5 separate regions of the Mus musculus genome follow, and all the other regions are linked to region 3. A link is a contact called in public Hi-C and HiChIP or PLAC-seq data. All regions are on one chromosome and are shown on one strand. Each heading gives the region's core, a stretch centred on a gene start, on an enhancer-like site or on the middle of the called end of the contact. The rest is flanking DNA. Distances are from core to core; before and after follow the strand shown. Region 1 has its middle 54 kb from the start of Pgap1. Region 2 holds the start of Gtf3c3 (general transcription factor IIIC, polypeptide 3). Region 3 holds the start of Ankrd44 (ankyrin repeat domain 44). Region 4 has its middle 41 kb from the start of 4930444A19Rik. Region 5 has its middle 21 kb from the start of Pgap1.

Region 1 (5,837 bases), core at 2,551-5,050, 310 kb before region 3:
CTCTCCTCTCCCCCTAGTTTACTATTTATTCCTCTGTTTCCCTTCAGAAAAAAAGCAGGTATCCTAGTGCTATCAACTGAACACAGCATAACAAGATGCCTTAATCCCTGTTCATTTTTTTTTAAGGCCACAAATATTCAATCAGGAAACCACCACCTAATTTGATTACATTGCAAAGGCTTTATCTTTAAAATCCACAGTGAATTACATCTTCATCCTCTTAACAACTCAGGTTGGAAAGAGGTACCTTTGAGTAGAGAATCCCTTATAGGACAGAAACTATTCCCAAACCACAGCCGCTTACTCCAAGTTATGAATATCTATTTCATAAGCACTCACAATTTGGAGATGAACTACTTATTTAGATGTGAAGCTTAATTACCAGGAGGCAGGAAGGTACTCCCTTTCAGATCTTCGAGATGGGAAATATAATACATGTTCATATCTCCTTGCTATTATTTGTTGACTCATTCATTAGCTTGCATTCATGCAGCCGTGCAGTAGTCAAATCGATGAGGTCTTGGGCTCTATGCTAATCACTCTGGCTGTTGAGATGAAAAGCAGCTCTGCCCTTATGATCTGTGTAGCCCAGAGTGTGTACGGAGAGGGGGATCAATAGCTACAACAGAGAGCAAAAGTGGGAGCTACAGAAAGCACACCCAAGGGGAAGCTCTGCGGAGAAGGCTAGGAGTAGGACCCTGGCAGACATCACATCTAATATAAGAGCTCAGAATAGCCTAAAACATAGTCTGTAGGTAGAAGCAGAAAGTTGTGTTTTATCAATACTGTTTGTTTTATTCTTGGTTCCTTAATGAAAATTCGTAAGTATTAAAAAAAAATTAAAAAGCCTCAAACCTGTATTTGCTGACGCAAAGGGAAATGGAAGAAATGAGTTTTTTGTTTTGTTTTGTTTTGTTTTGTTTTGTTTTTAATCCTACCTACTAAAACTGGCAGGAAGTTTAACGTCTCTGTGTGCCTGTGGGTTATCAGCTGAACTGTTCTAACTTATTGATTCTGGGAACATCATAGACATGAAACAACTCGGCAACTTAGCCATCATCTGCTGTCTTCATATTTATCTTAAAGATGAAATGTATCCTAAGGTAGAGAGATATGGATGAATATTTTACTGATTATTTATGAGTCGAATGTGGAAGCAACCTAAATGTCTGCCCATGGGAGATAAATATATTATGTTTAAGACTATGAAATAGAATGACACATAGCCATTAAAATATTAATTTCAAAAAAAAAATTAGCACATGACTGTATTCCAAGGCCTTGTACGACTGAGGCAGGAGGATCATGAGTTCAGTCAGAAAGACCCTGTCTCAAAAAACAAGGAGAAAAAAAAATCCATACTGAAAGACCCTCAACGTGAGGACTCCCCCACGTTCTGACTCAGAAGAGGCGACACCCCAAATCACCCACAAGAAACGGTCTTGCTGCAAATTGCAAGAGGATTTTTTTTTTTTTATTCAAGAGCACTCTCCAGCCCACGGTCATACACCACGCAAGGGTATGGTGCCCGAGTAAGGGGGTATTTAAAGGAAGAAACCACAACTCAAGGAAGTGGGGAGGGCATGGTTGGAAAATACCAAAGATACCAGTTAAGAGTTACAAGGAAGTGCAAAGTCACAAGTGTCACAATGAATACCTGGTAATTGTTCAGGTTATCTCTCAAGACAGTTTCTAAGAGCCCCTAACAATAGCACATTCTTTAAATGAACACTCTTTGAACCCAGGAAGCGGGTGGGTGGAGGAATGTTGCTATCTGTTTTATGATTAGCATACCTTGGAGCATTGAGTCACAAAGGTCACATTCCCAAGCCTGGGCCTAAAGGCCTAGAATTTTGTTTTTACGTTTTACTTTTTTATACACTATGTGTCAAGATGGGGAAAATGTACACATGTATGCACACATGGGTGTACAACGAGTACACATCCAGGTACATGTGTGTGTACACATGTGCACACACAGGTCAACCCCAGATGGTATCCCTCAGGAGCCATCTACCTTGTCTTTAAGCATGTATGTGTACATGTGTGCATGTGTGTTATGTATGTGTGTGTGCATATATGTACATACAAGTGTGCATATGCATGTGTATGCATGTGTATGCATTTGTGTGTCTATGTGTGAGTGTGTGCATGCATGCTCATGTGTGTGTGAGTGTGTGTGTGTGTGTGAGTGTGTGTGTATGTGTGTGTGTGTGTGTGTGTGTGTGTGTGTGTGTAAGAGAGAGGGGGGTGGGGAGAGTCTGAGGAGTAAATGTATTCTCTCCCTCTCCCTTATGTAGTTTCAGGGATTGACTAGGCCATCAGGCTTCTGGGGCAAGCACCTTTACCTGCCGAGCTTTCTCACCACCTTGGACTTTTTGTTTTTCAAAACAGGGTTTCATTCTATAGCCCTTGCTGTCCTGGAACTCACTCTGTAGACCTCAAACTCACAAATATCTACCTGCCTCTGCCTCCTGAGTGCTGGGACTAAAGATGTATACCATTATGCCCTGCAAGATAGGAAATTTTTAAAATTAAAATAGTAAGCCTCAAAATGATGATACAAAATTAACCCATATACATAGTAATGCAACATACACACACACATATGCATATATATATGTATACACACACACACACACACACACACACACACACACACACACACATATATATATATATATATCTCCACATATAGTTACATTTACACACATTCTCACAAATATCTATCTTTCCTGTCAGTCAAGACACTCTGAACTATGCTATGCTCCAAAATTCTCTGCAATATCTATCTTTCCTGTCAGTCAAGACACTCTGAACTATGCTATGCTCCAAAATTCTCTGCTGCTTACAACCACAGAGTTTTTTCACCATCATATGTCCTGTTAATCCCTAGCCAGCACATGCCTGCAGGTCTCATGGCTACTCCAGGACCTATGTGGATAACCTGGACTCCATCTTAAGGCAAGATTCCATGCTTGTTGAATCGGATAAAGAACATGAGGACCTCTGAGATGTCTCTGAGTAGGTTCAGAAGGATGTTCGAGGCCACCAAGCAAAAACCATTACTGCATATCTCCTTTCTATATCTAAAACTGTTCACGAGAGAGGGAGAAAGTGGTTAGATGGCTCAGTGGTTAAGAGCAGTGGCTGGTCTTCAGGAGACCCAGGTTTGATTCCCATATGGTGGCTGACAACTGTCTCTAACTCTAGTGTCAGGGGCTGTGACACTCTTTTCTGGCCTATGCAGAAAATGTACATGTAAACACCCATACATACAAGAATAAAAGCAAGCAAATCTAAAACGGAAGAGAGAGAGTCATGGGAAAAAATAATTCATGCCACTCTTCTAGTGGTGTGGTGACAAGATTATAATATTTTTTACATTGGCTTTTCAGTAGTTCTCAATTTTATTTTGCTTATGTCTTTTTTTTTTAACTTTTAAAATAACTCTTTAAAATACTGTAGGACTGTAGTGATGAAGCTGCCCCTAGCATTCCCCCTTCCTACTCCCAGTTCCAGTTCCTACCCCAGAAGTAGCCACTGAGTAAAGTTTGCTGCAGTCTTTCAGGATTATTTTTATGTATGCAACCATCAGCATATTCATGAATATTCATAAACTCTTAAGAGAGAAAAATAAAAAGCAGCATATAAATTAATCAATATACATATGATTTTAATACAGTAATTTCTCATAAAGAATGCATAATTCATCCATAGCAGCTCACTGTGTTAGCAGTGTTCCTCTATCTCATTCACACTGTTCTTCTTCCTGTCTTTCAAGTTTTTCCGGCTTCTGCAGGGTGTAGTCATTGACCTTTCACTTCACAGCTGCGCATCATGTGTTCATGACTCGGGGGCCCTGGCTACATTAGCTACTTTTCTCCTTGCAGTGTCAACATGCGGGGCAAAAGAAATATAAGGAGGGAACTGTTTTCGGCTCACAGTTTGTAGGTACAGCCCATTATTATGGGTAAGCCACGATGCAGGCGCTAAGGCAGCTGGTCACGTCGCATACAGCCATGAAGGGAGCAGCGACAAATGCCGATGCTGATTTCTATTTATTCAGAACCCCATGGTATGGCGACACCAGATTTAAAGTGGGCCTACTCATCTCAATGAACTCACTGACATTTGGCTCCTTGGTAATTGTAGTTCCTGTTAAGTTGGCAATAAATATTAACGGTCATATTGGCCCTGTCTGGGAGCAAGGCCACGAGACTTTGACTTTCTTGAGGAGGTTCAATCTGCTCCGCCTCTTCACATTCCAGGTGTTTAAGGCGCCAGCCCAGCAGCTCAGCCTCTGGGTGTATGTAAGTGTGGGCTGACTTCAGGCTAAGGATGTGAAGTCTAAGCTCATTACTGAGAGAAGCCTGGAATAATGATTCTTGTGGTGGTCTGTGGGAGTCTATATGGTTTACAGAGCGGGTCAATATTGTTATCTTGATTAGAAAGTAATAAAGGAACCTGCTTATTTTACACCAGAAGTTTATAAGCAGAGTGTGCGAACAAATCAGAATATTGATTGCCAACAGGAGAAACTGGATGCGGTTTGTATGAGGTTCCCTGTGACCGTGGTGGTTTGTTTCTGGATCTACAGCTATTCTGAAAGTAACTTTTAAAAGCAATGCTTATTATATCCTGTTATTTATTCAAAGTTACAGTTTCCCCATCAAAGGTGAAGTCTCAAGACTCTACATAGGAAATTCAAATATCTAACCCTCTGGTAAACACATAGAAAGAGCAGAAATAACCAGAAGAGCGATTGATTGGAATGTTAGCATTCCTTCTAGGTTCCACCCCATGGTTACCTGGCAACAGCCAGGTATGCCTGACTCACTATAAAAGGGGCAACTTGCCCCCTCCTCTCTCTCTTGTTCTCTTGCTTTCTTGCTCTCTTCCCTCTCTGCCCCTTCTCTCCTCGTCCCCCGCCCCCTACATGTTCATAGCTGGCCTCCTCTCTCTCTCTCTCTCTCTCTCTCTCTCTCTCTCTCTCTCTCTCTCTCTCTCTCTCCCTTTCTGTCTCTACTACTCTCTCAATTCCCCTCCCCATGCCCTAAATAAACTATATTCCATACTATATCTGTCATATGGCTAGTACCTCAGCATGGGCCCGCAGAGGCATCCCCATCTTCTGCACCATTCTGCACCTATACCAAACATATCCCTGGCTTCCTTTTCTTTTTTGTAAAACACAACAAGAATACATAGCAATAGGTGGACATTCCTTCTGGGAGCTAGCCAAGTAGGAGAATTTAGATCTAGATGTTGAGCTTCTATAGCGTTTGTTATATCCAGGGACAACCAAAGGAGACACCAAGCGTGATTATAGCACCGTCTGGTACAGAACAGTCAGGATAACAAAGAGACATGGAGTGTGATTATAGTGCTGCCTCAGACACAACAGTCAGGGCAACAATCTTGGAACAGGCAGAATGACAGTTTTCAAAGTATGTTTCATAGCATGGGATTTGGTTTCAGGTGATAAAGTATTGCATTCAAATAAAGTTTGAGAAACACCTGAACGAATCAAAGCACTACTTCCTTGCAGACATTGGCAGAACCTTCGGCTTCTGAAAGAACACGGTAAGTGAATGGGAACGGGAAGGTGTGTGCTGCACCACTGACAGCACCTTGGCTGGTGCGCACTTCAAATGTGCACCCACACAAGTACCTGTGAGTACATTTCAGTGACCACAGTTAGGTATGAAAAAACTCAATAAATGTGGCAACTGATTATTCCACAAAATAAGGCAGAATTAGAATATCTCAAGGGCCAACCATAAAAAGAACACACTTTAGTTAACATTTATATATATAGAACTCAGTCTCAAACA
Region 2 (5,901 bases), core at 2,623-5,122, 490 kb before region 3:
TTTGAAACTGTGAAAGAAAGAAAGAAAGAAAGAAAGAAAGAAAGAAAGAAAGAAAAGAAAAGAAAAGAAAAGAAAAGAAAAGAAAAGAAAAGAAAAGAAAAGAAAAGAAAAGAAAAGAAGAAGAAGAAGAGCCTCCAATTAAATGCTTTCCTTTTATACAAGTTTCTGTGGTCATGGTGTCGCTTCACAACAACAGAATAGCAACTAAGATAGTGAGAAACCCTGTCTCAAAAAACAAGCTAGAGTGTGATAAAGGAAAATACGCAATGTCTATTTCTGGTCTCCACACAGGTACACACACACACAAACACATAAGAAAGGAAACAAAATTATCATTAGTCATAGAAGACATTATCATATTATATATAATCCAAAAGATTTCTACATACAAATTGTCAGAATAAACAGTTATTTGGCAAAGTAATTAGATACAGGCTTTTAAAAAGTTATGTAAGTTGTAAGAAACTAAACCTAGGGTCCTGGACACATTATACTAGATAAGACTCTAAACTGTCATATCCTCAGCTCCCCTTTTCTTTTTGAGACAGAATCTCACTAAGGCTGGCCTTGAACTCAGAATGGTCTTGAACCTGGGATCCATCTGTCAGAGCCTCCCTAGTAGCTGGGATCACAGAACAGTTTTATGTATAGCAATAATGAACTGCAAAGAACATTAAAAGGCCTAGGCTGTGGGGTAAGTAGAAAGCAACCTTAAGAATTGGCATTTAGGAACAGCAAGGAAGAAAAAAACATAATTCCAGAGATCTCATCTTTCCAATTTGTAGATTCTGCCAGATGTACAAAACTGACTTTTCTTCTATTCTGAGTGCATGCTTAGACTACCAAGTAGCTCCAAAGAGTTCCAGGACAATCCTTCCTAAGGAACGGGGAACATCTTGCCTCTAAAGGACTGATGGGATAATTTTAGCTGAGGCCAGCCAGTTCTCATGCACCAGAAATGAACTCAACCTATCCTATAACACCCCGCCCCCATTTTTCCCCATGGCTTAAACAATAAGGCTGGCAGTCACCCCACAATACTGCTGTAATAACTGAACCCCAGAGACTGTTTATTGAAGAGCTCTCTTTCTCCTGAGCAGATAAGCAAGGACTCACAGGCTGTCAGAACTTCTTTAGCCCCTTTTCTGCCCCACTTCCCTGAAAGATTCTAAGCTCAACCCTGTCTCCTTGCCTCTGCTTCCAACATGATCCACCAACTCAGGAACAAGAGTAGAGTTCAGTTTAGCTCTCCAGCCAGGCTCCCAAACATGGAGCTATGTTCTAATTGACACCAGCATCTTAAGTAGTTTGATATGGGCAAATGGATATGGTAAGGATGAGCATTCTGGTAAGAAAAATATATAATTACTGGAAACTGATAAATATGTATATTCATTGAGATGCTCATTTAGGGTGTAATGGGTTTAATCAGTTGGAATGTACTAACCAAGTATAATATCTGGATATGATAAGGTCTGTGTTCTGATTTTCTTTCTGTTGCTATGACAAAATGGAAACCAAAACCAACTTAAGAAACAAAAGGCATATTTAGGTTAAAGGTTACAGTCCATCAGCCAGGGAAGCCAAGGCAAGAGCTCAAGGCAGGAAGCTGGAGGTAGGAACTGGAGCCGAGACTATGGAGGAACATTGCTCACTGGCTTGGTTTCCAAAGTTTGCTAGGACTGTTTCCTTAGACAACCAAGGACCACCTGGCCAGAAGTGGCAACACCCACAGTAGGCTGGACTACTGGGCCCTCCCACAGCAATCAAGAAAATGCCCCACAGACATGCCTACTGCCCAAAAGATCCTTCCTAGGTGCCTCTAGTGTATATCTTGACTAAAAGCATCAGTCTGTCTGCTAGAATGAGACCTATGATGTGTGTGAAGCCCCATCCACCTAGCTAAGTCTGTATAGTAGAATAACTTGGTACAGCTTGGAAGAAGTATCCCATTGAAAAGGCCAACCCACTGATGGCTCAGCAGGTAAGAGCACTGACTGTTCTTCCAAAGGTCCTGTGTTCAAATCCCAGCAACCACATGGTGGCTCACAACCACCCGTAATGAGACCTGACGCCCTCTTCTGGCGCATCTGAAGTCAGCTACACTGTACTTATATATAATAATATATAAGTCTTTGGGCCACGGGGCCAACCAGAGCTAGCAGAGGTCCTAAAATTCAATTCCCAACAACCACATGAAGGCTCACAACCATCTGTACAGCTATAGTGTACTCATATACATAAAATAAATAAATAAATCTAAAAAAAAAAGAGAGAAGGCCAATTTAGAAAATGAAAATAAAGAAACCCTAAACAACCATTATGCTTGTACAATGATTTTTTTTTTAAAAAAATAAATATTATGCTACTTTGTAGCAAACACTGATAAACCAGGTGATAAAAATAGAATACTGAGCCAGGCAGTGGTGGCACACACCTTTAATCCCAGCACTTGGGAGGCAGAGGCAGAATTTCTGAGTTCGAGGCCAGCCTGGTCTACAGAGTGAGTTCCAGGACAGCCAGGGCTACACAGAAAAAGCCTGTCATGAAAAACAAACCAACAAACAAAAATAGAATGTTATTACAATAAACATAAAAGCAATAAAAAGTAAAAAGCAAATAGTGTTTTTATCAAATCATTTTACTTAAGTGCTCATTTAAAGCCAGCAGTAACATACCTTCATTGGCGTCTTTGTCCTGGGATTTGGCAGAGTCAATTCCTGATGAGGATGGAACTTCGGAGTCATCTGGGTTTTCTTTGGGTGATGATTTTCCTTTTTCCTGAACACTCTGTGATTGGGAATTAAACAGTTCCAAAAACTAATTCAGATTTAATTCTCTCAGCCTTGAATAGGGCATTTGCCTTATCTTTATAAAAGTTGACCCTCCCCTATGATACGTGGAATCTAAATTTGAATAGTTTCAAAGTGTTCCAATGTACTTAAGTCTTTAGTTTATGTAAGTCATTTGCAAATACAAGTGGAATGATTTTAAATATTTTAATGTCATCAATCTAAGACTTTAAATAAACCATAGGGTTCATAGAAGTCTATGAGTCAAGAAAGAAATCATTAGCTAACTTCAAAAGGGTCAAGAGATCTTTATGTTGGTCCCTTGGCCTTCAAACAAATGAGAAACTATTTAAAGTTCAGATCTTTATTAAAATTTGAAAAAGTAACAGATATCCTCACTATCTGGTTAGTTAGGTTTACTTTTATGTCTAAGAAAAAAAATTACACGGAGACTCCTCAAAAATAGGCGCACCAGGGGTGCATGTAGCTTTGCGATGGGGAGCTTTGTCCAGCAGGCTGGAGGCCCTGAAGTTTGATCCCCAAGACCCCTATACAGACCACAAAAACAAAAGGCCTGGTTCCCACCACCGTCACAACCTAGTTGCAAGATAGGTTTAGAACTAATCAGATCACCCTGTCTGGCTCATCGACTTAACAGGTATTAGGGGGTCGGGGGAGGTTAGCGCCCACCAAGGCTGGCTTTCGGGTGGGGAGATGTCTTTAGAGGCTCTGAGTACTCGGGTGGGAGTGAAAATCGGAAATTTTGGAAGAGGTGAAAGCTGCTGGATCCCGGGCCCACCCTGGGCAACCCACGACTCGGTTTCGGGGAAAACAAGACCGAGGAGCACCGGGGGCCCAGCGGCTCACTTTCTTCTCTCGGGTTTTTCTCTCTTCTCTCCGCCTTTCGAACTCTTCAAAGGAGATTTTCCCTTCCAGGTAGTCGATAAGTTCCGGGCTGAACCCCGACATGTCTGCAGGGCCGACGCTGCGCAGCGGGCCAGGGAAGCTGCAGCACTCCCAGGCTCTGTAGGACGCCTAGGAGAGACCGGACCAGCGTCCGCCCTAGAAACCTTCCCGGCCTGCGCCGCGGCCGCGCACTCTGGTTCCGCCTGCGCTCTAGGCCCCAGGCCTCTTCCCACAGGCAAGGGAGTGTCCAAATGCATCTTTCAAGCGCCAGACTCCCTTAAACTACCAGCTAGAGGAGCCTTTTTTTTTTTTAAAGATGTATGTATTAGTTTGTTTGTTTGCTTGCTTGCTTATTTTATGTATAGGAGTACACTGTCTTCAGACACACCAGAAGAAGGCATCAGATCCCATTACAGATGGCTGTGAGCCACAATGTGGTTGCTGGGAATTGTACTTAGGACCTCCGGAAGAGCAGTCAGTGTTCTTAACCACTGAACCATCTCTACAGGAGACTTTTGATCTGGGGATGCAGCACAGTGGCAGAGCGTTTGCCTGGGTTTCTATCTCTAATGTCAATCAACTTTTATGTCCCAAGTATTCATAAACTTTTTTGTTGTTGTTTTGTTTTGTTTTTTGTTTTTCGAGACAGGGTTTCTCTGTGTAGCCCTGGCTGTCCTGGAACTCACTTTGTAGACCAGGCTGGCCTCGAACTCAGAAATCCGCCTGCCTCTGCCTCCCGAGTGCTGGGATTAAAGGCGTGCCCCACCACGCTCGGCTGCTCTCAAACTTTTAAAGGGATTCTAACTCTTCCCATAGGGCGTCTACTGTATATCTGTTACATACATCTCTCAAAATAATCCTTAGGAACCTATGAGAGGAAAAAAAGGGAGAGGTGTGGGGAGGGTAATAGAACACTTGTAACATGAAAAAGGGCAACACCTGAAGTGGAAAGACTTGAGGTGGGACTTGAGGGGAGAGAGATGGAAGAGAGGGGTCAAAGTGAGTGAGTGAGAGAGAGAGAGAGAGAGAGAGAGAGGGAGAGAGAGAGAGAGAGAGATTATTTTCAACTCCTAGGAGCTCTTGTGATTTGCATTTTATCTTGTATTATAACTATTTCTTTTTCTAGAGACATTACCTATAAACATCAAAGACATTAGTTTATGTGTCATTATTATAAACCTGACTAACCTAATAACATGTATTCAAAACACATTTGTGAGTAAAGTTAGATGAAACTACAAGAGCCTTTGGAACTTTGGGCAAAGTTGAGCTCAGCATAGTCCTGGGTCCAAAGACGAGAGTCTATCTTTGATCATCTTTATGATAATCCAAGCTAAGGAGATCTGTAGCAGGGTTGCAGAATCAGAGGTCAAGACCTGCAAGAGCAGGACTACCAGATAGCAGAAAACTATCTCAGTCACTGCGTTTCTCCTGAGGAGGGATCTTACACAGGCGTGAAAACATACATGAGCAGACGGAGTGTGTTGATGTTATCCCCAGAAACAACTATGAGGATTACTCCCCTGAAGTCTTCAGGGAGTTGGGGAACTGTGCGGAAGACTCTATGTCTGTTTCCAGACTCACTCAAAGCGGGAAAGAGAAAGTGAGTATGGCTATCTGGAAAGGAAAACACTCTGCTGAGACCCAAATGTTTAGGCTGGTTTCTGTTACTGTTGGCTCCTGGGAAAATGAGAATAACAAGCCAACAGATGCAGATACAAAGTAAAGAGAAAGGGGTTTGTGAACAGGGGTGGGAGGAGATATGTTCTGCTAAAGATCATCTCCCAGACATGGGAGGAATTTGGGGGTTTTTGGGGGGGGTTCTTTTTCTTTTCTTTCTTAGGTCAGAATACAGCAGAATGTCTTAAATTTTAAGGGGTTCTTCATTTTCTAGTTCCTTGCAATGATTCGTCCATTGGTGAGTCAGACAGCCATATTACCTTGAGATGAAGCCAAATTGATACAGCAATGATGAAAATACTAAGAAGAAACATTTTGGTCTTTCAGACTAATTTTTGAGTCTCAACATGGAAAGGCTAAGGAAGCAGAAGATCTAACTTATGCCATGACAACTGAATTAAAAGAGTACAGAGAGGTGACTCTGTTCAGGAAGACTTGTGATGCTCCTGGGGCAACCATTTTTCCATGAGTCTCTCACTCTTCTAGAAAGTTCTTCTGGAAGCTTGCGAGTCCTTTTCTCCTG
Region 3 (5,800 bases), core at 700-3,199:
GCCGGAGAATAACTTTCTGTGCCCCCAAAGCCCAGTGATACCCCCTTCACCAGGGCTGGGGTGTTTGGGGGAAGAAGCTCCTTCATGCCCTGCCTCACCACATCTGCTGAAAGGAAGAAGAGATATCTCAGGGCCTCCAGAGCAGCCTGGGAGGTGGACACCGCCAGCAGACAGCTGAGGCTCCTGAGGAAGACTCTTGCTTTTCCCAGTCAGCTGTTTTACTTAGAAAATAAGGAACTCGGGATAAATGATTAGCATCTTTCTAAGTAAAATTCTACACCGAATGCTTTCCTATGTCTAACATACCAATGCCTACTAGCACCGTGTTGTTCTACTCGACTCTGCAGACTTAGGAATTAACAAAGTAGGGGAATGTGTACCATCATCGTTGACAGGACTCTGGACACAATACAGCATAAGACTTAAAATAAGCAGATGTCTAACAGTTGGCAAAAATTGGAAACAAAGGGTAGAGAAAATCCTAATATCAATTTACAAGCACTTTAAATGCTCAGTAGCCAACGAGGAGGGACAGGTTCACACAATTAACAGCTGCTCTCCCTGCTAAATTTAACAGAGTTTTTAACTCAGTGACTTCTGAACCAAGGCGGGGAGGGGAAGAAAGCGGGGCTGTAAATACTTAAGGAAAGCAAGCTGAAGTAAATTTAATCTAAAGGGGCAAAACAAACCATTGTGGCTCACTACCGCAAAGGTTGCATTTAAGTTGCAGAATATTCTGGCTGAATTCTAACTAGCAAGACGCCAGATGCAACCTATTAAGAAGTTGGAGGTGCTTAATAGAGGGGACTGGCCTGTTTGACACCATGTATCAAAGTCAAGATCGCCTCTTCGCTTACCAGGCCCCCAAAACAATGTTCATTTCAGTGTAGATGCATAAACCGGGACGTTTCCCCCCTTTTCATGTAAAGAATTGTGAGGTTTTGTTTTGTTTTGTTTTGTGTTTCAGGCAATTTAGTTGGACTTCCCGTGTGTGTCAATGTCCAGACCTGTAGCAAAGACTGTCAATCGGATTCAATAAATAATTTCATGGCTTCAAGCTGAACTCTGGGGCTGCCGGGTGTGATGTCTCCGTCAAAAAAGCAACAAAGCTGAGGGGCACCAGCGCCTGCGAGCTCAGCCTGGGACCTGACTCCATCTCCTATTCGGAGACCTGGGCCGAGAGCTCGCGTCTCTCTGCACCCTCAATCCCACATCCCACACCCAGCCCCTGGGCAACTAAAGAGGAAGTCGGGGTGTCCTATCCAACCGATGAAGATAGCCTATTGCACGGGAGCGGGGATCCCGGCCAGTCTCTTGCCTGACGCGGGAGAGGTCTGGGGAAGCGGGGCTGCGAGGCTGAGATCCTCTCTCCCGCCGTCCACCTTCCTCCTCCTGAGCCCACGGGCAGCCTTCCCCCGAGCACCCCCAGGCTGACTGCTCCTGAGTGCACGACGCAGTCCGAGGCTCCCCTCTCCCGGTGCGGCTGCGACCCGCGTTCCCCGCGTCCGGCGGCCACTCCCGCATCTCGCCGACCCTCTCCGGCCGCGAACGCGCACTTGCGACGGCCCAGGGCGGAGACTGCGCGGGAGCCGAGCCCCGCGGCAGGCCGTGCACGCTCAAAGGCTGCGCGTAAACAGCCCGGGGCGCGCTCCGCTCGCTCGGCGCCCGCCGCGCCCCCTTCTCCGCTCCCCGCCGCCCCTACCTGCTCGCAGAGTTTGAGCACTGCCATTCTTCCTTTCCCGCGCGCGCGCACATACAGCTCTCCGCTCCGCAGATGTCAACGCCGGGAGCCCGGGGACGCGGAAGGGACGGCCCGGGAAAGCTCCAGGAGCTGGGCTCGCGAAGGTGACAGCCCCGCCACTGCTCGGCCGCCGCCGCCTGCCTCTCAGAGCCCAGCCCCGGCTCGCGGGAGTCGCAGCCCGGCCCGCCCGCCTTTATACAGGAAGTGCCGGCCGCTGCCAGCCGGGCCGCCACTGACATCACCGCGCGCTGCCTCGCGCCGCCCGGGCCGACGCTGCCTCCTGCCGCCCGCGGCGGCTCCTCGCAGCCCTCGGCCCCGGCGCCCTCCCACACCTGCACCCCGCTCCGCCAGGAGCCAGCCGAAAGGGGAGGGGGCCTGACGCTGACCCTCCCCAGCAATCCCACCCACGCGCACGCCACCGATGGGCAATCCCTCGCCGACACACCCCAGGGGTCCAGAAAGCTTGCTACTCACAGGCCACCAACTTTCACCCTGCAGACTGTGTCACACCCCCTTTCCCTAAACCTCTTCCCTAATCAGATTGCTCCGGCGCTCCGAATTTCTGCCACCTAGGCGCTGGGCTGACAGTCTCTTTGTTTAATATAAGGAGGCCATGGATGCGTTGTTGAGTCCAGGGTTTCTCTAAACATATAGCGGTGGGAACGGGAGCTGTGACCCTCCGGTCACCTCCTAGTTAAACCACACACTACCCTAACTTGGTAGCCTAGGCTTGGGACTGAAGGTGAAACTGAGTAGGAAAAAAAGAGTCCTACTAAATTACTGCATTAAATAAGTCCTAGCTGATTTATTCCTACAAGAGTAAGTTGCATGCTGCCCACTTTCCACCCTACACACACAGAAGACAGCTGTCCGACAGATTAGGCTTCTAATACAGAGGTAGCAATCCGTAGTAAGTGTTGGTATTTCTGCGATCTGGAAAAGCACTTATAAATTCCGGCAGTGACTGGGCATGGAGAGAAATGGAGCATAAGCAGGTAAGATATTCTGCTGGCTAGTTTTTACCTCTACTTGACACGGGCTACAGTCATTTGAGAAGAGGGAGCCTCAGGTTTGTTTGTTTGTTTGTTTGTTTGTTTGTTTGTTTTTTAAAAAGGCTCCCACCAGATTGACCCGTGAGCAAGCTGGTAGGGGCATTAAGAAAATTAATTAAGAAAAACTGATGATTAATGTGGTCGGGGTCAGCTCTCTGTGAGTTGTGTCACCCTGGGTAGGGGTAATCTTGGGTGTATAATAAAGCAGACTGAGCAAGCCATGAGCACCAAGCCAGTAAGCAGCACTTCTTCCTGGCATGTGCTTCAGTTCCTGCTTCCAGGTTCCTGCCTTGCGTTACTGCCCTGTCTTCCTTCAGTGATGAACTGTGATGTGGAAGCGGAAGTACAAACAAATTCTTTCTTCCTCAAGTTGTTTTTGGTCACTTTTCCTTTTTTTGTCACACTAGAGCCCGTAAGTAAGACAGGTGCCTACTCTCAAAGGGCACTCATATAAACCAGATAGGCATTGCAGATTAATATAATTCCAAACCGAAATAAAGGATCATAAGGAGAAGTATTTAGGAAGCAAAAGACCAGACTAAGCTGGGCGTGGTGGCGCATGCCTTTAATCCCAGCACTCGGGAGACAGAGGCAGGCAGATTTCTGAGCTCGAGGCCAGCCTGGTCTACAAAGTGAGTTCCAGGACAGCCAGGGCTACACAGAGAAACCCTGTCTCAAAAAAACAAAACAAAACAAAACAAACAACAACAAAAAAAAAAGACCAGACTAGACCAGTGGCTAAGGGCAGGCTTCCTGAAAGAGGGGAAAGCTGAGACCTAGAGAAGAAAGTTAAGCAGGGAAGTGAGAGATAGCCCACACCCAAGAAGCCACTGGTACCCCTAGCAGGACCTTCGGGACTGTTGAACAACAAATCAGAACTACAAAGGGCCTGGTTAAGATCAAATGCCTGCCCCACACCTGCCTCTATAGTTCACTCACAAACCAGCTGTAGGTTTCTTCTTCCCCATTGTCAGTGCCTCAACGAAGATCTCATAGGAGAAGGGAGCTCCAGCAGTCAGGTAGCATCCTGGCCTTTATCCTCAACCCACTCTGGCTGGTGAAGCAGCTAAATCCCAAAGCTACTCCTACCTATCCTAGACACTGTGATTCTACTCCTGCAGTAAAGGGGGCCCAAGGAAGCACCATCCAGGGTCTCTGCGGCCACCAGTGAGAAGCAGACACACATACTCCAAAGTTGCTGCTCCTAAGACCCTTCTCGGTGGCTTGCTGCTTGTGTGAAGCACCTCTTCATGCTGCCTTTCATCAACTTACTAGTATCTTACATAGATTTGTAAGCAAATGGACAGGGAATTCCCTGGCTAGATATAAGCATATTTATAAAGAGAGATAAAAAATTATGTACGTTGACAGATTCACTCAAGATCTGCTTTAGGTCACCGTGGACATGCATATGCATGAGTTCTTGAGTCAGAGTCAGTCCCCCTACCCCCCTACCCCCTCTTTTTCTGAGTTAGTCTCTTGCTATAATGCTGGCAATCTGGCCTTGAACTCTCTCTCCTCCTATTTCTACATCCCAAGTGTGAGCCGCCACAGCAGGCTGTAACCCTACCAGACATTTCCTCTCATAGAAATAATTAATAGTGCTTTAGCATTGCCTTCACTTTCCTGAATGGAAATTCAAGCATAACATTATCTACTTACACAAATTTATTTTAAAATTCAATATCCTGCTTTAATTAGGTAAGAAGTGAAAAAGAAATGCTGAATAGTTCAACAACTAAATGATACATACGCCCCAACCCTGCTAGAAGACTAAGCAGTAACATTATGGATACATTGTGGTCAAGAGCACAATGTGTAGTACAATCCAAATGTGCAGTTTAGCAACTCAAATGTCAAGATCAGAGAGCCCACAATCTCATTACTGTAGACTAGGTCAGGAGTTCAAGGTCATCTCAGCTACATCAAGTTTAAAGCCAGCCTGACCTTGTTTCAAACCAAAAACAGCCATGAGCTGACTCTCTAGGTAGAAACATTTGCCCTGTGAGCCTGAAAAGTACCAGTTTGATTCCCTGAACCCACATAGCAAGCCAGATGTGACACAAAGTAATCCAAGAATGGCCATGGTAATCAAGCCGGGTGAAGACAGGAGACTAGGCCAGCTAGCCCAGAACACACAGCATAGAAACAACAGATCCCACCTCAGGAAAAAAAAAAAAAAGGTAGAAGGAAAGAACCAATTGCCCAAAGTTGTCCTTCACCTTCTTTACGTGTACCTTACCATGCATGTGTATACAAACACACATATGCTGTGAGGTGTTGTGAAATTTGAACAGGCCAAGTGTCTAATAAAAAGAAAAATATAGGCTAAAATAATTAACTTGAGTGCCTTTCTAGAGAGTCAGGACTTACTTGTTCGTGCGTCTTTATACATATATGTATATAAACATATACGTCACGATTCTGTAAAATATATTAGTCAGGGCAACAGCAGAAAAACTCTGTAATGTATGTATATGGGGCTGCAGGCTTCCACTGAGCTAGCTCCCTGATTCCTGCTGTACTGAGAAGCTGGGGGTGGCAGTACCCAAATGACATTGGCACAAACACATGTTCATGGGCAGCAGAGACAAAGCAGCACTTAAACATTAGTAGTTGGCAGGATATCAAACCTAACAACTAAATATGTGGGAAAACTTTGCAATGCTCGTGGGCCTGCCACCTGAAACCTGGCTGTGGCATCACAACCGCGTCCTCCCTCTCACCCCGACTCTTACTGACCCAGGTCACAGGTCACAGACACTGAACCCCTTGAAAGAAGAAGTTAGTCCCCTTCTGGAGCACTCTACAACACTGCCATAAATATATGCTCAAATTCTCCTCAGAGGAACCTGCTGTTATTTCCAGGGTGGCCAAACACTGGGACAAAGGAGAAGCCCAAACATTTCAGGGATTATTAGAGACTGTTTGTTTGTTTGTTTGTTTGTTTGTTTGTTTGTTTGAGACAGGGTTTCTCTGTGTAGCTCTGGCTGTCCTGGAGCTCCCT
Region 4 (5,298 bases), core at 1,262-3,761, 290 kb before region 3:
AATGCTATCCCAAGAAAGTTCCCTATACCCTCCCCCTACCCTGCTCCCCAACCCACCTACTCCTGCTTCCTGGCCCTGGCATTCCCATGTACTGGGGCATATAATCTTCGAAAGACCAAGGGCCTCTCTCCTCCCATTGATGGCCGACTAGGCCATCCTCTGCTACATATGCAACTAGAGACACAGTTCTGGGGGGGGGTGTGGGTACTGGTTAGTTCATATTATTTTTCCTCCTATAGGGTTGCAGACCTCTTTAGCTCCTTGGGTACTTTCTCTAGCCTCTTCTTTAGGGGCTCTGTGTTCCATCCAATAGATGACTGTGAGCATCCACTTCTGTATTTGCCAGGCACTGGCATAGCCTCATAAGAGACAACTATATCTGGGTCCTGTTGGGAAAATCTTGCTGGCATATGCAATAGTGTCTGGGTTTGGTGGTTGTATATGGTATGGATCCCCAGGTGGAGCAGTCTCTGGATGGTCCTTCCTTCCATCTCAGCTCAGAACTTTGTCTCTGTAACTCCTTCCATGGATATTTTCCCCCCATTCTAAGAAGGAATGAAGTATCCACACTTTGGTCTTCCTTCTTCTTGAGTTTCATGTGTTTTGAGAATTGTATCTTGGGTATTCTAAGTTTCTGGGTTAATATCCACTTATCAATGAGTGCATATCATGAGTGTTCTTTTGTGATTGGGTTACCTCACTCAGGATGATATCCTCCAGATGTATCCATTTGCCTAAGAATTTCATGAATTCATTGTTTTAATTGCTGAGTAGTACTCCATTGTGTAAATGTACCACATTTTCTGTATCCATTCTTCTGTTGAGAAACATCTGGGTTCTTTCTAGCTTCTGGCTATTATAAATAAGGCTGCTATGAATATAGTGGAGCATGTGTCCTTATTACAAGTTGGAACATCTTCTGGGTATGTGCCCAGGAGAGGTATTGCTGGATCTTCCAGTAGTACCATGTCCAATTTTCTGAGGAACTGACAGACTGATTTCCAGAGTGGTTGTATCAGCTTGCAATCCCACCAACAATGGAGGAGTGTTCCTCTTTCTCCACATCCTCACCAGCATCTGCTGTCACCTGAAATTTTGATCTTAGCCATCCTGACTGATGTGAGGTAGAATCTCAGGGTTGTTTTGATTTGCATTTCCCTGATGATTAAGGATGTTGAACATTTTTTTCAGCTGTTTCTCAAAGGTGCTCCTTTTGACTCAGCATTTTAGAGAATTCAGTCTAAGATTAATTGGTCCCTTTGCTTTGGGTGGGCATCACATCATGATGGGTCCACGTGACAGAGTTCATGCTCACACATGGCCAGGATTGGAAAAGAAAAATGAGAATGACTAGGGCCCCCATCATCCCCTTTAAGGGATGAGTACCCACTATGCCCCGCCTCCTCCATGGTCAACAGCCTCCTACTAGTGCCACAGGATGTGGCCAAGCCTTTATGCACATCAGCTTTGGGGAGTCATTCCTGATCCCTCCTATATACTGACCCAGAGGCTAAGTCATATGATAGTGTTCATTTTAAAACAAAAAAAGGCTACAGAAAGGAGTTTGTATTCCACATATAGAAGACCCAAGGGTACAGATGTTTTTAAATCCATTTGACAATGTTTGAGGCCAAATTTGTCACTAGGCAGCCATATCTTCGTGGAGACAATAAGCTCTTGTATCTAAGGTATTCAACACTGTAGGAGCCCAGAGTGTGTTAACTGTTTAGGATTTGTTCCAACTGAAAGGCAGTAAGCAGTTTAATAAGGTGATTTTTTTTCATTTGTGGCACAAAAGTTCTCATCACAAGTGACGTTTAGTGAGATTGTCTCCTGTACTGCATCATTCACCTCATGCTCAGACCGTGAGGCGGTGGCAGGGCTGGTGAGGGTAGGCCACTAATACACACTAGGATAAATGCTTTTATCTCTAGGACCGATTGTTAGCACTTTTCAAAGGCTTTTCGTTTTCAATACCTGAAATACATTGTGAGAAATTAATTGGTTTTCTCAATCTAATTTCTAGTGTCAGCTGTGACATCACAAAGCAAGCTCCCAGATGGCACCAACTGGGCCCTTTATCAGTGGCTTTAGCCTCAATGCCAAAACAAAATGTGCCTGGCAGCCTGATCAAAATTTACATGCAGAGGAGTAGCCTCCTGTGAATGAATTTCAGCAGAGAGTCAATGAATTAATAGGTAATGGTCCTGTGGCAGAATCGTTACAGGTTTTAAGTCATAACACAGTAAGTCAGGATAAATCTCAGACCTGAAATACATGTAAAATAAAACCACAGAATTGGAAGTAAAACAATTTCTGAAGGAAAAAAAAAATCCAAAGGAATTAGAACCCATATTATTTTTTTCAGTTAGAAGTTAATGTCTTTAAAAAAAAAACAAACCATTATTTTAAAGCCCGTTTAGTTTTCAGTTCAAGAGCTTCACTGAGTTCCAGTGCTGTTAGTCCTTTGTTCCCTATGAGGGCCCCTGGGAAGGGTTCCATCTTTCACTATTATCTCTAACGTGCTTGTCAGATCTGCATACTCTTTTGTTCTTCCACAGCTCTCAGCCATCTGTCATGTTTTTTGAGGAGCCTGAAAAACACATTTAGGTTAAAACATATGATCTTTAAAACCTGCTATTGCGTCGTAGACAAGGGCTACTTTTTTCTTTCTTTTTAGCAGAAATATGACCCCTTTCCCTTTAAGAGCTTCAGCTTAATCCTGAAAGCAGTCTCCAGTGTGACAATGTCAGGTTTGAGTGTGTGTACTTGAGTAAAGTACCTGACTAGTACATGCTTCAGTGTAGCCTGACTTTCTCACCGATTTTGCTCAAACTGGGTGTGCTCAAAGAGCCATTTGCCATATTGTGCCTCTTTGGGATTTTAAAAAATATTTTTAATAATTAGAATTCTGTGTCTACATGTATACAGTGTGTATGTGTGTCATATATATATACAGGTTTGTGTTCATTTAGAGGACAGAGATCAACATCAGGTATCTTTTCTTTCTTTCTTTCTTTCTTTCTTTCTTTCTTTCTTTCTTTCTTTCTTTTTTTTTAAATAGGTCTCTACCTTGTTTTCTGAGACAGGGTCTCTTCCTGAGCTCAGAGTGCGGAGCTCACCAATTGATTAGACTGGCTTCCCAGAAAGGTCTGGGGAATCCTCCTGTCTCTATCTACCCACCTCTAGAGCTATAGATGTATACTATCACACCTATCTTTTATGTGGGTGCTAGGGATCCAAACTCAGGTTTCTCAAGCTTGGGTAGCCTGCACCACCTGAGCCATCTTGTCACTTCCCTTGAGTCCTCCAGGATTTGGCTCTCCCCCTCCAGTGCATTTCCTTTAATCACCCTCAACCACACACTCCCATGGCCAATGTCCCAAAGCCAGCTCACCAATTAGTGCTACAACTCAACAACTCTTCCAGCACTTCATCTCCATCCCACTGATTGTACCCTTTTAAAAACTCTGCATCACCTCCTCGTGTTTTAGCTTGCCTACTGACCTGGGTTGGAATATTTATGGCCTTTAGGCATAATGAAGTCTACCTGCCTTCCTCTCCGCCTGCTCAACTGGCAAAGCTCTATCTCTGCTCAAACTCTACGTTCAAATTACCTTGTGCCTGCATCCTGGCATCTGGTTAAAAGGTCTGTAAGGATAGTCGTATATTTAAAGTTCATGCTCTAAGTCTTAAGTGTTCTGAAGCCTACTCCACAGTTATTTCCAAGCCTAAATCTCCCGTCCCATCCAAAATTCCTTCCTGCTCTCATGTAGATCTCTCCTTCACCATCATGCTATATTTCCTATATAAAAATATTCTTCACAGCCTCTACAAACCCTTCCTAGGGACTTTCCCTGTTTTGCTTTCTTCCATCTTTTCTCTCTCCTCAGTCCATGGTTTTTGGATGGCTGACAACACCACTCTATCACATGTGTTCTTTCAATAGTTCCTGATGATTCCATGTTGCCAAACAAGAAATGAACCCCTACCCCATCTACATTGACCTTCAAGTACCTCACAGGTAGAAAACCTGCATTTCTTTGATGATAGTCTTCCCTGCCTGCTGTTTCCATAGTTGGCAACTTCTTGTGGTTAAGAGCACAAATTCAGTGCTTGCCATTCTTAGGAAACCAAACAATAAGAAAGACTGGCATTTATGCCAGGCATGATGATGCCACCTGTAATGCCAACACTCAGGAGGCTGAGGCAGGAGGATGGGGAGTACGAGACCAACCAGCCTGGGCTGCACAGCGAGAATCTGTCTTTTAAAAAAGAAGGAAAGAAAAGAATAAGAAAATAAAAAATAAGAACTACGAGTAACTGAAGCTTCTCAAAGTCGCAGAGATTTCAGAGGCAGGCCAGCACAGGGATAATTTAGTAAATGGGATGCCACTTGGCTTGACAAACAAACCTTCAGCAACCTGAGACCCAATACCTACATCAAGTTTCACATTTACCCAGTTCTAAACAATGCAGATCTTCTCTAAACACATCCTAAACATACCCTGTAAGTAAGGAAACTAGGCCAAACTAGCCTGAACTGGTTTGGGGTGCATGTGCAGAAAGTCAAATTGGTTCTTTTAAACTTTTAGAGATTTCTTTCCTTATTTACTATATTATGCCTGTGGGTGTATGTAAAATTAAAGTCAGATGTGTCATGGGAAAGGGCATGCACAGTAACCAAAGACTTATGTAAGCCTGTCAATGAAATCGCCATGTCTTATCCTTATGCAGCCAACTCCTCTCCCTGTTGTACTATACAAGTATCACCCAGTGCTCTTGAGTAAATCTCACTCACAGCCTCTTGTTCATTTGAAATGCATCTATTCTGTACTTGCATTTTCTGAATGTTGCTGTTGTGAAATCTGTGTGTACCTTAGTTCTCTGAACAAAATAGCAAGACCTGGAAATACCCTCTAGACAAATGCCATTGGTAACAGTTTCAAGTGAATGTATGCAGGTACACTTTTTGTGCTTTAAATTCTTGCATATTTTTACTTTTGAAAGTCATAACTTTCTTCCATTTAAACACACTCCAGTTGTCACTTAAAGATAGAGACTGTATCCACCAGTATGTAGAACACACAGTGTTGGCTTTCCAGTCCTTACTCTCTGGCACTGGGCCATGTGCTCCCATCTTTGTAAGAAGTTTTCCTACCTAAAAAGTAGATACAATGATCCTTGCATAAGACAAGAAATATGGATGTGTGCACATATGAGTGTGCTCACTCCTATTAGATACTCACCTTGAAGCCACAATGCTTTCCTCTTGTTCACTCTCCTGCTTATAATGTC
Region 5 (5,794 bases), core at 1,255-3,754, 350 kb before region 3:
TCAAGGAATGGAATGTTAAGACTTTCAATACAAACTCTAAATACAAGCTTTAAACACATACCACCCCACTCCTCACCTATCTATCTGCTAATCAGCTCTCTGTTGGTATGAAAGTATTGTGCTCAACACCTTTATAGAAGAACTATAAGATACTCATGAAAGGACAGATATGGAGCGGTAGGCCATGCCATCAGACGAGGAGGATAGGAGGAGAAAATCTTTCTCTGCAAGACAAAACAGGGAAGAAAATAAAGCCTGAGCTGGCTGGTCTGAGTGTCCGAGGAGGGACTCCAAAGCTAGGAATAAGGGCTGACAGACTCGGTACTCAGAACGTGACAGCTTGGGATTACTGCTGGAGAAATGAACTGTAATCAATAAAGACCTGATCAATAGTGAAGACCTCATCAGCGGCGTTCTGCTCTATTGCTCCCCAATATTGCTGGTCTCCTCAGCTAATATGGATTTTTGTGTTTGTTTGTTTTGCAGTATGTCTTTCATCAAGGCCAAAACAAAGATAGAGTTTATGTGGTCACAAAACATTTAATTGACCATTTGTGCCAACCTTTGTAATGGAGACCGAGATAAATGAGACAGTCAATATTATGAAGCAACAAACCCCCAGAGTGGCCCTGTTGGTAAAATGCTTGCTACACAAACACGCATACCCAGGTTTGGTTCTCCAGCACCCATGTTATCGGGTGGGTGAGGTATCGTGGTAAGGCATACCGGTATCCCTGCACTGAGGCGGCCGAGACAGAGCAGTCCTGGGGCCTGGTGACGAGCCAGTCAGTCTGGTTATGGAGCTCCAGGTTCAATGAAAACCTTGTCTCGAGAGTAAGGTGGGGAGAAACTGAGGAAGACACCTTATGTCTCCTCTGACCTCCACATGCACACAGGTACACACACTCACACACACCATAACTGCATTGCCATGATAACATGGGTGCTAGAGATCCAAACCTGGCTATGCGTGTTTTCCTAGCAAGCATTTTACCAACAGGGCCACTCTTGGGGGTTTGTTGCTTCATAATATTGACTGTCTCATTTATCTCAGTCTCACAGAACTCTGACATGCTCATCAGCTGCCACCTGACAAGTATTAGCGATATGAACATGGAGTGAAGTGTATAACTGACACAGGAAAGTGGGTCCCCACGGATACATTCTGTACACAGTGTTATTGTCAGAGCTGAAGCAGTGCCCACTGAATCCTTGGCTGAATGAGTTCCTGGTTAGACAGATGGCCGTGGATAGAAAAAAAGATGCAGTTAGATTCCCACAGTTCAAAGTACCAAGAGGCCTTGGGAACATTTTTCAGAAGACGCTTAGTTCTGACAATGTTCTGGAAAGTGAGGTTGGTGATTTCTTCTCCGTCTCCTTGAATGTGACCGTCAGAGCCTCCTCCATTACAATGAGTGTCCTTCTAGTGCTTGCTTCCTTCAGCCTGGGTTGTTGCAGCTGATGAGCATGTCAGAGTTCTGTGAAGCTGAAGTTTTGTCACCTGGTAGATTAATGGACACACAAGGAGCATAGGATTAGAGACCTGAGTTCTAGAACTTTCTGTTCTGGTGTGTGTGTGTTCTCTCTCCCTCTGGGTAAACTGTATTTGATCAATTATTTCTGAAAGCCTATGGCGTATTTTAAATATATTCAAATCGGGTTATTTTATCTTGTTTTTCTTCATTTTGAGACAGGGTCTCAGGTATCTCAGGCTAACCTTGAGCTCTAAGGGTGGCCTTGAGCTCATGAGCCTCTCACTTCTGAATACCAGGGTCCTAAGCTGTCAAACTCAATTTTAAAAGGTCCAATTGCCAGACCCCAGGACTTTGTGCTTGCTAGACAAGGGCTCTTCAGCATCCTTCTCAGCTCCTCTGTAAGCCTTTACATATCAGTTAGTGTGAGTTTCCATAAGAGCTCATCTGATCAGTTAACAACCACCCCTCAATTAAAATACTTATTACATGTATCAGTATATCAAGCTCTCAGAAAAACCTCTTAGGCTGTTTTTAAAGCTTCTTTTACTTTCATTTATTTGTTGAAGCAATAACTCTCTTCTCAACACAAAGTAGCACCATGACACCCAGACTTAGGAAGAGAAAGAGAATCCTGCCTGGTGTGGAAATCAAGTTGTTTCTCAAAATTCATCTTACTAAATTATGCTAGATTTAATGCTTTATTACAGGTTTTAAAAATAAGCTTGATTTCTTTTTAAAAATACACTATCAGTAGATTAGGTCTTAGGAACTAACATAGTCTACTCACTTCTTAAAGCATTCTCACACCCACCGCTCACACCTTCTATGCAGCAGATAATAAAAAAAATATTTGTTTATAATTTATTTGAAAATAAGTGAGAACGTACAGTTACAATCATAAAACCTCACCTTTTCTTTGATGCTTTAAAGCTTTAAAAGAAAACAAGAAAATGCAATTCTGGCAGCTGTGTGGCTGCTAGCTTGGTTTCCATGGCAACAGAGAGGAGATCATCAAAAACAAAATAAGGATTTTCAAGCTGATTACCCTTCTCTACCCGTTCTGCCGCCACTGCTGCACACTAACGGGCAGCAGAACCCAGCCTGGGAACCAACACTCACTTCTGTTTGTTTTGTCTCTCGCAGTTAAAACGAAGTAGAAAATAGGATCTTTTGGGTTGTGGGTTGGTTGGCTTGTAGAGAGAACTATACTCCACAAGCGTGAAGAGAACCCTGTGGGTATAAAGCACTGTGTAGCTTACTGACTGTCCTGGTGTGCTTCAACCTCTGTCTGATGCATATATTATTCATTATCAATATTCATATTTCTTGGAAATATATAAGAAAGCAATGTGAATTTATAATTAAAGGATAAAAACTTCTGACATGAAATGTTGTATAAAAAGAGATGAGACAGCATATAGAATGGGGGAAAAAGGAGAGCTATCAAGGGGGAAACAATTGGATTTCCATTAAAATGGAAAAAAATACTATTATAACCCCCTTGTTCCACGAATTTATACCTACTATAGATAACAATTATGATGCCAAAAATGGTAGCCCTAGATATTTGGTTCTGTAGTTTTCAAAAGCTTGGTTTAGCATTGTTTTGTTTGTTATCCAGGATTGCTATGTATTTTATAAAGGCAGTTTTCCTCTATTAAAAAAAATTAGTTAAACCAGAGAATTTGGGGAGGGGGTAACATGCATAATAAAAAATGTGCTTTAATGGAAATATCATTTAAGAGGTTTTAATATCAGATGAAAATAGTGAAATTCAGACACTATCCCTAGTGGGGAAGAATGAAGAGCACAGCCATCATTGGTTGTCTTCTGTGTGTCTATAGTCTGCTCGTGTGCTAACCCTCCAAACAATTCAAGCTTCGCAAAAGCCTGTGCTGTATGAGATTTCTGGTCATTTTTTATACCTAAGCCACAATAAAGGAAGTAATTGGACATGCTACACAAGTATTTTGAATTGATCTCCTAATTTATTTATGTAATACTGTATTTTTTTTTATAAGGACAACATTTAATTGGGGCTGGCTTACAGGTTCAGAGGTTCAGTCCATTATCATGGCAGGAAGCATGGCAGCATGCATGCAGACATGGTGCTGGAGATGCCAAGAGTTCTGCACCTTGATCTGAAGGCAGCCAGGAGGAGACTAACACTCAGTCTTTTATTTAAAGGTTTTCCCTAGATTTGGAGCCTCTTGCCATGAAATGTAAAATTTGCAATATTTAAAAATATCTCAATGGCCAATATATTACAAACAAGTTTCGATACTAACAGCTTTTGAAAAGGTCTTTGAGAACAGAATATGAGCTGAGAAAATTAGCTCAGTTAACATCAAAGACTCTATGCTAAAAAAGTACCAGTAACATATGGTTATGTTAAAAGGAGATTCCAACAATATGTGAAGCAAGCATGTGCTCGCCTTGCGATGGGGAAGGCACACAGATGATGGGTTTGGGTTAAAGCGTATGTCCATGCATCAGCAAAGCACAGAACTTGAGGGCCATGGAAGTACTGGTGAAGGCTCCAGCCGTGCTCACTCATCTCTATGCTAACAAAGTTGGACTAAGTCAAGGACCAGCAGTGTCTCTCTCTGCACAGGACAGATAATAAATGTCTTTGGCCATGTGGGTCATAAAGCTTCTATTACCAGCTAAGCTGCTCGGCCGTTGTAGCATGAAAAGAGCAATACAGGTGAGACAAGCGAATAAGACAGCTGTGAGCCAATATCATTCTGTTTACAGAAATGTGCATGAGCCACATTTGGACTGTTGGCCATGATTAATAACCCCCGAACTAGGAGATAACTAGTTCAGCATTCCATAGTCAATGCTCTTTTTTTTTTTTTTTTTTGTAAATGTTAATGTTAGCCAATGTGAATTTATATCAATCAAGAAAACTGGCTTGCAGGGAGATTTGCAAAGAACTTTCAGGCTTATAATTCAAATTTTGGCTAAATGTGGTGAATTTAACCCAAGTCCTATATGTCACTGCATATATAAAATAATGTGACACTGTTTGATATTGTATTATAACTAACTTTATTAAGAGAGCCATCGTAAATACTTACCTAATATACTTTATGAGCATATTCAAACATATGATAAAGAACCTTCTTCTATGGAAATTTAAGGCAATATAAATGCTTTAAATTTATTTTCAATCTTGCTATCTCTTTAAGGGCCAATGTTGTGGAGTTGGTCTAACGCTTATATTATGTTAATTGGGTCCCCAAAATTGCACAAAAATCTTCATGTAAGACACTGAGGATCCCTGACCCCAATTAGTTTTGATTGGTAAATAAAGTTGCCAGCAGCCAATGGCTGGGCCATGAGACAGAGGCGGAACTTTAGTATTCCCAGGCAAGGGACTAGGAAGGAGGAAGGAGAAAGGAGAGAGTCGCCATGCCAGGCCTGAGGGGTACAGTCATTGAAAGACCCACAACGTGAGGACTCCCCCACGTTCTGACTCAGGAGAGGCGACACCCCAAAATCACCAACGAGAAACGGATTTGCTGCAAATTGCAAGAGGATTTTTATTCAAGAGCGCTCTCGGGCCCACGGTCATACACCACACAGGGGTAGAGGACTGTGGCGCCCCGAGTAGCTGAGTAAGGGGGTATTTAAAGGAAGGAACCACAACTCAAGGAGGTGGGAAGGGCGTTGTTGGAAAATACCAAAAATACCAGTTAAGAGTCACAAGGAAGTACAAAGTCACAAGTGTCAGGTTATCTCTCAAGACAGTTTCTAAGAGTCCCTAACAATCTAAGAGCCCCTAGCAATAGCACCTTTGCATAGTGGGTTCCAGTAGTGGTCAGGGTGGGTCAGGGTGACTTTCTTTGAATGAACACTCTTTGAACCCAGGAAGCGGGTGGGTGGAGGAAGGAATGTCACTATCTGCTTTATGATTAGCATACCTTGGAGCATTGAGTTTATTACTCTTTCATCATCATGTAAGAGTCAGAGATCATAGCCCAGGAGAGCTGCACGCCTGGGTCCGGGGCAGCCAAGATGGAATATGGGTTTAGTAAATGATGAGTTGGGATTCTCAGAAAGTACATCAGCAGTGTGGAGATTTGGAAGGGGCTCAGCCATTGAGCTGTTTAAGGCATATTAAAAATAAGGCCGTGTGTGGGGTGGGTAGGAAGGAGCATGTACAGCCATCACCAGGGCAATTTGAGTAGAGATAATTTGGTTACAGCAATAGGCCAAGACCATAGTAATAGTAACTCAAATACGTACGTCTTACCCTGATGCTGAAGATGAGCCACTGATGGGGGAAAGATACTTAAATAGTACAGTGTTAT

The links. A called contact is a pair of places that touch in the nucleus more often than the background predicts. HiChIP or PLAC-seq counts read pairs in DNA pulled down with a chosen protein or histone mark.
Region 1: a contact with region 3 is called in a FOXA1 HiChIP or PLAC-seq map of pancreatic cancer cells. The contact joins the enhancer-like site here to the promoter of Ankrd44 in region 3. A contact is called at or near these places in 4 of 115 datasets of contacts at active chromatin or transcription factors (bone marrow-derived macrophages, embryonic hindbrain, pancreatic cancer cells and 1 more).
Region 2: a contact with region 3 is called in a Hi-C map of the N1E-115 cell line, with 3 times the contacts expected there. The contact joins the promoter of Gtf3c3 here to the promoter of Ankrd44 in region 3. A contact is called at or near these places in 1 of 484 Hi-C or Micro-C datasets (the N1E-115 cell line) and 2 of 115 datasets of contacts at active chromatin or transcription factors (embryonic stem cells and stem cell-derived neural progenitor cells).
Region 4: an H3K4me3 HiChIP or PLAC-seq map of embryonic forebrain shows a contact between it and region 3, with 2.2 times the contacts expected there. The contact joins the enhancer-like site here to the promoter of Ankrd44 in region 3. A contact is called at or near these places in 9 of 39 promoter capture datasets (the 3T3-L1 cell line, the C10 cell line, the HPC-7 cell line and 5 more), 2 of 15 datasets of contacts at CTCF or cohesin (both in the NIH/3T3 cell line), 4 of 484 Hi-C or Micro-C datasets (the C10 cell line, CD8 T cells, female germline stem cells and 1 more), 13 of 115 datasets of contacts at active chromatin or transcription factors (the 230-238 cell line, the SCID.adh cell line, bone marrow-derived macrophages and 8 more) and 5 of 9 other capture datasets (adipose tissue, embryonic stem cells, liver and 2 more).
Region 5: an H3K4me3 HiChIP or PLAC-seq map of forebrain shows a contact between it and region 3, with 5 times the contacts expected there. The contact joins the enhancer-like site here to the promoter of Ankrd44 in region 3. A contact is called at or near these places in 2 of 39 promoter capture datasets (cranial neural crest and pre-B cells), 10 of 115 datasets of contacts at active chromatin or transcription factors (the 230-238 cell line, bone marrow-derived macrophages, craniofacial prominence and 5 more) and 3 of 9 other capture datasets (adipose tissue, embryonic stem cells and liver).

What each region holds. Positions count from the first base shown.
Region 1 is chr1:54,608,286-54,614,122 of GRCm38.p6, forward strand. No RefSeq gene overlaps it. Among named protein-coding and RNA genes, the nearest start is that of Pgap1, 54 kb to the left of the region's middle. Within about 2 kb of position 3,801, at least 15 of the 459 cell types and tissues checked have an H3K27ac peak or open chromatin away from gene starts, as enhancers often do. A contact at or near this core is called in pancreatic cancer cells, where this site is marked.
Region 2 is chr1:54,435,154-54,441,054 of GRCm38.p6, forward strand. It overlaps Gtf3c3 (general transcription factor IIIC, polypeptide 3), which reads right to left and starts at 3,873. Exons shown (of 18, transcript NM_001033194.3): 1 at 3,660-3,873; 2 at 2,679-2,790. The coding sequence starts at 3,761.
Region 3 is chr1:54,924,438-54,930,237 of GRCm38.p6, forward strand. It overlaps Ankrd44 (ankyrin repeat domain 44), which reads right to left and starts at 1,950. Exons shown (of 28, transcript NM_001081433.3): 1 at 1,703-1,950. The coding sequence starts at 1,729.
Region 4 is chr1:54,637,825-54,643,122 of GRCm38.p6, forward strand. No RefSeq gene overlaps it. Among named protein-coding and RNA genes, the nearest start is that of 4930444A19Rik, 41 kb to the right of the region's middle. Within about 2 kb of position 2,512, at least 23 of the 459 cell types and tissues checked have an H3K27ac peak or open chromatin away from gene starts, as enhancers often do. A contact at or near this core is called in embryonic forebrain, where this site is marked.
Region 5 is chr1:54,576,282-54,582,075 of GRCm38.p6, forward strand. No RefSeq gene overlaps it. Among named protein-coding and RNA genes, the nearest start is that of Pgap1, 21 kb to the left of the region's middle. Within about 2 kb of position 2,505, at least 28 of the 459 cell types and tissues checked have an H3K27ac peak or open chromatin away from gene starts, as enhancers often do. A contact at or near this core is called in forebrain, where this site is marked.